Linked DNA regions of Mus musculus: regions 1 and 2 are each linked to region 3. A link is a contact called in public Hi-C and HiChIP or PLAC-seq data. All regions are on one chromosome and are shown on one strand. Each heading gives the region's core, a stretch centred on a gene start, on an enhancer-like site or on the middle of the called end of the contact. The rest is flanking DNA. Distances are from core to core; before and after follow the strand shown. Region 1 overlaps Zfpm1 (zinc finger protein, multitype 1). Region 2 overlaps Trhr2 (thyrotropin releasing hormone receptor 2). Region 3 overlaps Banp (BTG3 associated nuclear protein).

Evidence for each region. Hi-C and Micro-C count contacts between places; a contact is called where the count stands out from the background. HiChIP or PLAC-seq counts read pairs in DNA pulled down with a chosen protein or histone mark.
Region 1: a Hi-C map of bone marrow-derived macrophages shows a contact between it and region 3, with 21 read pairs. The contact joins two enhancer-like sites. A contact is called at or near these places in 2 of 484 Hi-C or Micro-C datasets (bone marrow-derived macrophages and embryonic fibroblasts), 6 of 115 datasets of contacts at active chromatin or transcription factors (embryonic basal ganglia, embryonic forebrain, embryonic hindbrain and 3 more) and 2 of 9 other capture datasets (adipose tissue and embryonic stem cells).
Region 2: an H3K27ac HiChIP or PLAC-seq map of SST interneurons shows a contact between it and region 3, with 3 times the contacts expected there. The contact joins two enhancer-like sites. A contact is called at or near these places in 3 of 39 promoter capture datasets (cranial neural crest, frontonasal cranial neural crest and second pharyngeal arch cranial neural crest), 2 of 484 Hi-C or Micro-C datasets (bone marrow-derived macrophages and embryonic fibroblasts) and 1 of 115 datasets of contacts at active chromatin or transcription factors (SST interneurons).

The regions. Positions count from the first base shown.
Region 1 is chr8:122,328,955-122,332,682 of GRCm38.p6, forward strand. It overlaps Zfpm1 (zinc finger protein, multitype 1), which reads left to right. Exons shown (of 10, transcript NM_009569.4): 5 at 3,136-3,235. Among named protein-coding and RNA genes, the nearest start is that of Gm46056, 14 kb to the right of the region's middle. RefSeq lists an enhancer at 717-1,007. Within about 2 kb of position 2,352, at least 49 of the 459 cell types and tissues checked have an H3K27ac peak or open chromatin away from gene starts, as enhancers often do. A contact at or near this core is called in adipose tissue and bone marrow-derived macrophages, where this site is marked.
Region 2 is chr8:122,354,625-122,358,336 of GRCm38.p6, forward strand. Trhr2 (thyrotropin releasing hormone receptor 2) reads right to left here. Exons shown (of 4, transcript NM_133202.3): 4 at 2,343-2,882. The coding sequence ends at 2,487. Among named protein-coding and RNA genes, the nearest start is that of Trhr2, 6.3 kb to the right of the region's middle. Within about 2 kb of position 1,542, at least 77 of the 459 cell types and tissues checked have an H3K27ac peak or open chromatin away from gene starts, as enhancers often do. A contact at or near this core is called in SST interneurons, bone marrow-derived macrophages and embryonic fibroblasts, where this site is marked.
Region 3 is chr8:122,019,131-122,022,439 of GRCm38.p6, forward strand. It overlaps Banp (BTG3 associated nuclear protein), which reads left to right. Exons shown (of 14, transcript NM_016812.4): 12 at 1,389-1,514. Among named protein-coding and RNA genes, the nearest start is that of Mir7237, 43 kb to the left of the region's middle. Within about 2 kb of position 1,426, at least 65 of the 459 cell types and tissues checked have an H3K27ac peak or open chromatin away from gene starts, as enhancers often do. A contact at or near this core is called in SST interneurons, adipose tissue, bone marrow-derived macrophages and 1 more, where this site is marked.

The DNA.
Region 1 (3,728 bases), core at 1,102-3,601, 310 kb after region 3:
ATGGGGACCTGAAGCCCAGGCAGCAGTGTGGGATACCATTTTTGGAGCAAGCTGCCCACCTGAGAGGGCTCACCTTCCCTGAAAACGGCTTTATGAGCAGCAAGATTTGGGAACAGCCGCAGATAAAGTCGTCTCAGAGATGGTTTCTGATGGTTTCTGATGGTTATCAGCCCGCAGAGTCGGACACTGACCTCTTTGTTGGGGGAACAGGAGCAGGCTCAGATCCACAGGAGAATTTAAAGTGGCTGATGTCATCCAGGGCTGGGGGGAGGGAGAGTTGGAGCCAGGAGGGAGAGACAAATGATGGCTGGAGGGGCAGCGAGTGGGACAGATGCCAGGGCTCTTCTCTGACCTAGACACACCTGAACAGAGGAGCCGGGGGCCGGGAGCTGAACTCCTCCTCCGAGGCCTACCTGAGAGACCCAGACAGGGAGAAGAGTGACCACAAAGCCCTGTCCCAAGCCCCAACCTATCCTGATGCAGGGCAATGACATTCACACACACACACACACACACACACACACACACACACACACACACACACACACACGGAAACAGAGAAGGGACCTGCATGGAGGCGCAGGACCTCTGTTTTGGGGCAGCCAGGAACTCATGGCCCATTTCCCTGGGGACTTGATGTGCTGGACAGCAACCACTGCTCCCTCCTAGCACTGCTCCCCAAGGTTGCATGCACCCCATGCCACAGTGCTGCAAGGGGGTGCGGTATGGTGTTCCATGCACTGGGACTGCCACAGAAAGAGCAGCTTGTGCAGCGTCAGCAAAGTGGCGTGCGTGTGCGCGCTCGTGTTTTTATCATGCGGTGAACACGCTGCTCCGGAGAGCGATAAGCGTTAAACCGACCGCGAGGCTGTCAGTCTCAGTTTGAGGGTTTAGAAATATTGGGACGAATAATTAGATTTCATATCGTTACCACAGCACCCATCAGAGGATCAGGCAGATTAATTTTCTCACCCTCCTCCGCTCATTAATATTCATTAGAGTAGTGGAAGGCTGAGGCAGGGAGGGCCAGACCCAGCCACCTCACTGACAGCCATCTGCTGGGGCCAGGAACAGCTAGCCTGTGAGAGTCAGAGGCCCCCTGTGTGGCTGCCCACACCCGTCTGCTGCTTACTCTGTGCTATCCAACTGTGACCTTGAAAGCTCACCTACCCCCTGCATCCCTGGGAGCCACCTCCTGACGGAAGCCAGCCGATCTGAAGCAGGCTCTTGGGTAGAATGCACTCCCTCAGTGGACGTGTGGCAACTGCCAGCAAGGTCCAGGGTGCAAGGCAATACCTAGGTCCAGAGATGCCTTACTGTTCATGTTATCCTTCAAGCAGAGCATAAGTAAGCAGCCGTGGCCAGTATACACAGCTCTAGGGCTTCCTGTATCCTCACATTCATCTGTGCCCAGGGCAGAAAGGCCCACAGAGAAGGGCACAGCCTCCCTAGCCCCCAGCTCTCCCACCGCCCTGAGATGGTGGCAGGACAAGGAAGGGGATTCCTTCCCCTATCCTGACAGCAACTTTGTCATGTGGGCCTCACCGTGCTGGCATACAGGAAACTGAAGCCAGAGGTGCAGGTGTTACCTGCTAGGACTCCAGGGCTCCCCTTCAGAACCAGCTTATCTCCACTCCCTGCTCCATGGCAAGCCACGTGGCAGCAGGCAGGTGACGTGGAAGCCACCGGGCTGGGCTGTCATGACCTCATGGGTCACTGGGAGTTCCCAGCTAGTAGGCCTTATCTTGTTGGCTCTGTATATGCCATGTGAATGCGATCTGTAAAGAGTTGGTCCACAGGGGTCACAGGAGAAAGGTCAGACCTGAACCCTGACGTTTGGCCCCAGAGCCTATGTGGGCATCACACACAAGGGGACCCAGGAGTGCCAAGCACTGTCCTGGCAGTTCCCCTTACAGTCAGCAGCCTGTTTCTCCTCCTGTTCCAGCCTGTTGGTCATCTTCCTTACCCAGTGAGCTCATTGCCATGACCACCGCAGCGGTTCTTAGGAGCCGGGAGTGAGCAGGGGCTCTAAGCTTTGGGTTAAGAGTTCCTGGGGTGCAGGTTTCTGAGTGAAAGGCATTTATTTGAATCAAACAGCGAATGGCCGACAGGATGATACACAGGCCTGCTCTGCCTTTACACATAGTGCCCGAGTGGCTTAGTCCAGGGGCTAAGTAAGCTCAGCGAACAGGGAGGTGCCCAAGTGGCAGCAGTCACCCACCCCACCCTCCAAGGATAGACAGGACTGGGCCTCTGCTGTCCCTGCCTTCCACTGGCTGTGTCTCATCCTCCACCGGAGACCAAATCCCAGCCCAGCCTTCCAGCCTGGGCTGCACAGAGACATGGCCACGTACACTTACTTCCTCTGCTGCTGGGCTGAGAGCCAGGGTGCAGGGGGCAGGAAGCAAGCAGCTTTGGTGGCCCTGGGGGGCTGAGCCCAGAGCTCTTCCCTTCCAGGTTCAGATGGAGCTGCAGAGGAAGTGTGTGGCACAGCCCTAGGCTGGAACTTCTAACCCCAACCCCCTCCCCTTTATTCTGTCTCAGTTCCCTGGCCCATATGATGGGGAAGAGGGCACAGAGCCTCAGCTACCCACTACCCCTCGCTCCCTGGCAACACAGCTGTCTTGGGTTGGGGCAGCCAATCTCAGGAGAAGGACAGTGCTCTCAATGAACGGACAGGGCCAAAAGTTCCACCCTGCACCAGAAAGGAAAGCTCTACTGTACAGAGACATGGGCTCGTGCTCTCCCTCTCTCCCTCTCTCCCTCTCTCCCTCCCTCTCTCCCTCTCTCCCTCCCTCCCTCCCTTTCTCAGTTCCTTGCAGGAATCTAGCAGTTGCGTGGTATGGGCCATACCCTTGGTGCCAGCAGCTCTGCTGTCACAGAAAGAGAACACACATCAGCAGGCTCTATAGATTCAGTGCTTGACAGCTCTAGACCTTTGTTCCCAACAGAGACCAATGCATAGCCTGGGAATGCACAGCTCCCTGCCATGCCTCCAGTTATCATAGTGTTTGAACTACACAAGTCCTACTGCTATGAGCTACCAGGCTGCTGACCACCACTACACAACAGAGCAAAGCCCCCCACTCGGCATCCTATATAGACTGAGCCTTTCCCATCTCCACTCTTCTCTAGGGCCCAGCTGTGACCCTGATGGTGGATGAGAGCTGCTGGCTAAGGATGCTGCCCCAGGTCCTAACTGAAGAAGCCGCCAACTCAGAGATCTACAGGAAGGGTCTGTATCTCATGCCTGCCTCCCTCCCCGCTAAGGTCTTTCAGAAGGCAGGGTCACTTGGTTCTGACTGGTCCAGCTCTTAAAGGGACACCAGCTTATCTGGGTAACAATCAAACTGCCTGAGAGAGCACCCTGAACCCCATCTGAGAGGATGATGGACAACCTTTGGAGCTGCAATCCCATGCGAATCATAACCACTGACACAAGAGCTAGAGGGACCACCCTGGGCCCTCTACAGCCAGCCCCTGAACACAAGAGCTAGAGGGACCACCCTGGGCCCTCCACAGCCACTGAACACAAGAGCTAGAGGGACCACCCTGGGCCCTCCACAGCCACTGAACACAAGGGCTAGAGGGGCCACCCTGGGCCCTCCACAGCCACTGAACACAAGGGCTAGAGGGGCCACCCTGGGCCCTCCACAGCCACTGAACACAAGGGCTAGAGGGGCCACCCTGGGCCCTCCACAGCCACTGAACACAAGGGCTAGAGGGGC
Region 2 (3,712 bases), core at 292-2,791, 340 kb after region 3:
GCACCATGCCAGTAGAGTTGCCATTCGGACTTTGTGAATAACTTCTAGGCAGAGACTTGTGCTCTGCACAGCAGGTTACAAGGTTCTTAGAGTCATCAAAGTCTAGTCTGGGGCAGTAAAAGCCACCCTCCAGCTCTGCATTGAGTGACACCCCTTAGGTGACCCTTGTCCTAATGAGCTCCACTCATTCAGTGAACTTTCTCTGGTACAGCTGAATTTAGCTTCCACTACTGTTCATGGGGCTGCTTAAATTCTTTTTTTTTTTTTTTAAGATTTATTTAATTATTATATGTGAGTACACTGTAGCTGTACTTCAGACACACCAGAAGAGGGCGTCAGATCCCATTACAGATGGTTGTGAGCCACCATGTGGTTGGTGGGATTTGAACTCAGGACCTTAGGAAGAGCAGTCAGTGCTCTTAACCGCTGAGCCATCTCTCTAGCCCCGCTTGAGTTTTTTCAAGAACTGAGGACCCAACTCTTGCTGCGACCCTAGGAGAGAAAAAGAGAAGTACTCAGGGAGGGCCAGATGCAGGGCTCAGGTGTCACTGATAGGCACAGGGTAAGGATGGTGTATAGAGCTGAGTGGACAGGCATCAGTCGTACCTGTGGGTCCCATCCCTCGGCTGTCAGCATTGTGGACTGGCTTATCTAAAGCCCAGGCCATTGTGAGCCTGTCACATGACACGAGGCAATGGCTGCTATAGACCCCCAACAGATGTGGCACAGCCATGTTGGTGAAGGTGCTGTGCTTCAAGGGAACAGTTGACTAGAAAGGAAAGGACAGGAAAACATTTGGCGTGTCTGACATCAGGAGACCCATGAACAAGGATGGTGGATTTGTCCAGGCCAGAGGCATAGGGCGAGGTCCCACATCTAAACTATACCTGTACATGCAGCTCACAGAGGGAGGTGGGACAGCGTGGGAGGCCACGGCTGTGCCTCCATGTTTGTCCCCCACATTTGTGACCCCTGACACTACTTCCCAGTGGACATAAGCACTGATCCCAGACAATGGTGCAGGAGACAGGGCAGAGTTGAGGGTCAGTTCTGGTCACATCAGCAAGCCAGCCTGGTGTGTTGGCTTCTAGAAAATGTGCCTCTCAGCAAGGGGACACCCACATGTCACATGGGTGTGGTAAGGAAAAGTCACAGGGTAAAGGGGCACCTTTGAAGAAAGATCCCCTGGGGTGTTTCAGGAAAAACCTGCTCAAAGGGTGGCAGAACCAGTCGGTCCAGAATGGAGCTAGTGCTGGCCCAGGACATCCAGCCAGCCTGGTATGAGGGCTTCTAGAGCAGGTGCCTCTCAGACTGGAGAGAATGACATGGGGAGGCCAGAGGTAAGACTCAGCTGCCCCGGGCACACCTCCACCTTTGTGTGGGCTTTCCCCCCCGAGGTTCTAAATACCCTGCCTCACCAGCCCAGACTCAGCAAGCAGAGCCCCTAAAAAGCCACATCTATTTTGGAGCACCCCACATCCCCAGTGCAGGGATGAGTCACTAGGACCATATCCAGTCAGGAAGCCAGAAACTGCTTGAGAAGGCTGAGTCACCCAGGCTAACCACACACCCCCACAAGCATCCCCCCAATTTCTGCCTTCCCAAGGTCTCCAGTCACAGAGTGAACTGTCCTGCTTGTTGAGACGTCTTTGATACTGAGTCCCTCAGCCTTGGGGTCCCAGGACCAAGATAGGGTCATTGACCACATTTACAGGGTAGGACTCAGAGGCCTGCCGTCCTCAGGCTCAACCAGGAGTCCTGCAGACAGAGCTGAGGCTGTCTCTCTGCAAAGGCTTTCCCTGCCTTCTCATCTTCGAGTCTGCAGTGCGCCTCCACTAAAGACAGCCTACAGGGCAGCAGCTAGCAAAGTGGGTTGAGAGAGCCAGGCTTGCACATTCGGGGTCAAGTGGCTTCTTGATGGAGGTTGGAAAGACAAATGATCTCCTTCAGGAACATCTGCGGTGGATAGGATTGCTTGGTGGAGTCTCTTGCAGGGCTGCCCACTGTTACAGAAGACTGGAAGGAGGGCTGAAGCTGGGGCTGAACATCACAGAGCAGCCTTGGGTGCTGGTGTGACTGGCTGGACACTGTTCTATATAACCCCCACTGTCCAGTGACCAGGTTTGAGACCTGTGTGCATGGGCTCACCAAGGGACAGATGCGATCAAAGCTTAGAAGAACATTACTTCAGTAATACCCTTAACATGGTACTGCTTAAAATACTGGTGAAAACAGATAAAGGGGGTAGATCCCACAGACGGTGAAGGCTGGGCCTCCAGCCTCCTCTCTGTTCCCACCGGCCTCAATTTGGAGTAGAGAACCTCCCACCCAGGGTCCAGCTGAGAGCGTTCGAGTGTCCTTCTTCATGGTAAAGGAATCTCTGGAGACCCAGAAGCAAGGAGCTGCCTGCCCCTCTCCTGATGGCCCGCCAGTGCTCAGAACAGATGCCAACCAGGGGAGTGGAGTCAGGGGCCAGGCAGGAGTCCTCAGAGCACACTGAAGTGGGGCTCATGCTGGCAACGCAGGGAAGCAGCTGCTGCTGGACCTGAGACCTCACGGGAGCCCAGTTGCATCTTCTCAGTTCCTAGGGAGGTCTCCTGGGCAGCACTGTAGTTGCTGGTGGGGGCGCATGCTGCACGTCTCTGGGACCCAGCTGCCCGGCACCAGCACAGTTTCAGGAAGGCTGCCCGGAATTTCTGCGACATGAGGCTGTAGATGACAGGGTTGATGGCACTGTTGGTGTAGACGCAGGTGCGGCAGAACAGCAGGACCCAGGGGTCCAGGAAAGGCCGGGCCAGGAAGGAGTTGAGCAGCACCAGTGTGCGGTAGGGGGTCCAGAGCACTGCAAAGAGCAACACAATCACGGCCAGCATCCTGGTGGCCTACAGAGAGGTAAAGGGGGGAGGCGTGACTGTGAGACACCCACCAGGCATGGGGAGAAGCTGACAACAGGGTTGCTGCATATGTCAGGTGCCAAAACCAGAGGGTTAGGGATCTCTCAGAACTGGGCCTCAGACAGTATCAGGACACTCACCATCCTTTCTTTGTAACACAATTCTTTGTAACAAAAATGTCTTTGTAACACAATTCTGTTATAAGTCCCCAGCCCCAGATAGGGTCCCCACTGTGACTTTTCCCATTTCAAAGCCCCTTCTCTGCTCAGCCTGCCACCTCCCCTTAAGCTTGGCAGCTCCTCTTCCTGGAACACTTTCATGCTCCCAGCTTGGGTTTCTCCCTTGCCAAGCTCAGCTCTATCCATTTGTCACCTGTCAGCGAAGACCCCTGAACTGTCCCCTGACTGCTGTTCTCCAGCATCGCTCGCTGCCATGTTTCCTTCCTTCCTTCCTCCCTGGACTTGGACGGGCTTGTGTTTACTTGGTTCTACTGTTGTCTACAAGGAGGGCATCTGACGGCCTTCCCATGTTCTCCTTCCCCACGATCCAGCACCCACCTGGCACATACAAGGGCTTGGCAGGCATTGGATGGATGGGTGGGTGAATGGATGGATAGATGGACAGATGGATGGATAAATGGGTGGGTGGATGGATGAATGGATGGATAAGGGGGTGGGTGGGGATGGGTAGATGGATAGGTGGATGGATGGGTGGATAGATAAATGGGTGGATGGATAGATGGGCAAATGGATGAGTGTGTAGATGGATGGATGGATAGGTAGGTGGATGGGTGGGTGGGTGGATAGATGGATGGAGGG
Region 3 (3,309 bases), core at 176-2,675:
GAAGCACTGCTAGATGCCAGAGACTGGAATGTGCTTGATTCAGGCATGCAGCGGACCTTCCTGTGCTCATTGTGATACACCACACATTTAACATTTGTAGTACATACCTGTTGGGTTCCTCTGCAATTGTCAGTCACAGAGCAAGTGGTCCAGTGTTGCTGGAGTCTCTGGAGCCTTGTTTGTGGGCTGTGTGGTTAGATGCCATGTGTCCTCCTCCCTGCCCTGCCTGCCATCTCTGGCTCCCAGCTGTCTTCCTACAGTGTCCTTGTGGCTGTCATAGCTCTCACCTGAGAGTAGCATTACCAGTGACACCTTACTTAGCTTGTCTCATGTAGCTCTGGCTGGCCTCCAACTCACTTAAATAGCCAAGGCTGGCTTTCAACTCTGCTTCTCCCTATCAAATGCTAGGATAATCAGCCATCATGTGTGGCTTAAAGGTGCTTGTTTTGTTAAATGCCTCGGAAACTCCTTCTGGTGCTGGAGGCAGACTCAGGAATGGCCCACACAGCAGAGCAGGTGTTTGTCTTCCCCTGTTGCTGGAGGAGGAATGGTCACTAGTATGACAACTCCTGAGAGTGGACCAGAGGCCCACGGGGCAGGCCCAAGAAGCATGGCTAGAACTGGACACTTTGAGGGACGGCCAGGCCTTCCTGGCAAGTACCCTCCTAGTGAGTATGATGATGGCACCCTGACACGTATCTTGATCTCTTCATCACAGCAGCCAGCCAAGGTGATGGCTCACCAGCTCCTCCCTACAGCTGAACCAGATGTGGTCAGATCCCGTAGCCAGGATCCAGGCCCCACAGCCTCCTCACTGGGAGACAATTTGTAAGCCAGGCCTGGTAGCTTCTAGTCTTTGAAAGCCATGACTTTCTAAGCTTTTTTCCAGCTGGGAATCTTGCTTCCATTCATTGATTGGTTGGTCAAGTTACACCTTTGTCTTAATATTGCAAATTCAGGTTTTCCTACAGTATAACACCTCACGTCTCAGCAGCTTCGCGTTTCATATAGAAAGTGGTTTTCTTGGCAGTGCTGGTAGGACAGCGCTGCTGAGCAGGGAGGGTGTTGTTTGCTACAATCAGCACAGCAGAGTTTTCTGGGAAACTGGTTCTGTGATTGCAAGAGTTTCCTTAAATGCAACTGCAGCTACTTTAAATTCATCATGGAGGAACCTGTAAAAATGTAACATGATTGGGGAACTGGTTATGTCATAACTCCTAACTTGGGGTTTCCAAATGTGGCCTGGCTTCTGAGTTACCAGGAGATAGCAAACCAGGCAGCCACAGTGTATCAGCACCTCTCCTTTTCCTACCTCTTCCCCACAAGGTGGGATCTGTGGCTTGACAAGTCCCTGCAGAGCCTATAGCCCCCATTCTGATCTCTTCCAGTCGTGGGGCCTGTGCCAGAATCCCATTCCTGTCAGCGGTGACTCAGTGGCCCAGGCTAATCCCTCCCAGCTTTGGCCTCTGGGAGGAGACACACTTGATCTGCCTGCTGGAAATGAAATGATCCAGGTTTGTAAGTGTTTCTTGTCGGGAGATGTGGGTGGCCTGACCAGTGTTTTCCAGGGACCTTGAAAGAAGGGTCAGGTCAGAGCTCTGGACAGCAGGCACGTCCTGCTTGCCATAGGTCCTTACAGAGCCTGTGCCACACACTAAGCCCAGGCTTACAGAGGCTGCCACAATGACTGCCACTGTCTATGCTGAATCCCACAGAGGCCTGAGGCTAAGAGCTTGCTTGGGCAGCCAGAGACATCAGAGTGGAGGTGCATGTTAGGGGTTTGGCATTGCTGACAAGGTCACTGTGAACAGGCATGGACTTTACATGCAGATGTGTGCATGTGCACATCTATGACCACATGTGTCTTAAGACATGTGTATAGGCATACGAAACAATTGATGGCATATGAAGACATATGGCTTGATGAATGGCCATTAAGTCAGGCCCATCTGCTGAGCTTGGAGCCTTCGTCCCACGGAGCCTTTCATTCTTGGAGACAGGGCCATTCTGCTATTGCAGCAGTTCTGGTGTTTGTGTCCTTTCCTTCCTTCTGAAGCTGCTGCTTCTGCTGTTCAAGGAACCCCCCCCCCCTCCCACTGCCTGTCCTTGGGTTACCCTGGTGGATGGCCCAGGGTAGGTCAGGGGAGACAGCCAGGTACACGTGGGCCAAAGATCCTCCATAGACACTGTCCTGTCTGTTTGACCTCAGGTTCTTGCAGTGAGACTAGGAAGCTCCGGGGACTCAGATGCTGTGTGGGAAATGTTCATCTGTCTGTAGAGCATGGCTTCGCTAGCCTGCAGGGTTGGCAGAGAAGCATGTGGGACCCAATAAGATCCACAAGAACTGCTGAGTAAAGAGAGCAGGAGGTATTCTGGGTAAATGCAGGGGAAGAGAGAGCCCAAGCTGCCCTGCCTACCCATGAAAGGTCAAGAGTCTGGAAGAGCCAAGGCTCTAACCAAGTCTGCCACCAATGGCCGTCCCCAAACAGGAGCTCTTGCTTGCTCTTTCCTAAATATAAAATTCTAGGTTTTGTTTCACGTTGACCTGCTTGGTCAGATGAAGCAGAGCACCAGGCCTGGAGAAATGTAGTTCTGAGCACAGACGATGACCTTGCCTACAAGTCAGTGTGAAGGAGAAACCCAAGGGCTCTGTCAGTGACTCTTAGAAGACTGGATCATTGTACTCTGTTCAGGCTTTTCCCTCTGCAAGGGGCCTAGCTTAATCTAAAACCAGGAGCCTTTACTGTCAGCCAGCTGTTGGGCAACTCAGCATCTGTTGCCCTGCTCTGCTCTGAAGAGGGAGGGTGTGGCCAGTAGCATTGTGCAGCAGCTGTGCCAGAGTGGGTGTGGAATAGGGAACGCTGAGGTTTTGGGGGCAGAAGTACCAGGCAAGTGTTTATGTGGACTTTTGAGCTTGCCTGGAAACCAGAGCCCAGATGTGTGTTTGCACACCCTCTTTCCTTTTAATTAACCTGAGTTTAAGCACCTAGAGAGGGCCGAGGGCCAGCTCCCCTGTGTTTGCATAGCCCACTGCCTGTCACCATGGCCCATGGAGATTCCTGTCCTCCTATGCCCAGATGTTGACATACAGAAAAGCATCAGTAAGCAGGTTCAGGGAGGTGTGTCTGGAGGGCTGTCTGTGTGCAGGGACAGGCTGTCACTGCTGCTGCTGTCTCTTGACTCTTCCCTGAGCAGAGTCTGTCAGGTCCTCCATAGGTGCGCGGACTCACACTGGAAGTGAGATGACCCAGAAGCCACTGCACTCTCCAGGAAAGAGGTAGAGCGACCACTTCCCAAAGACATGCCAAG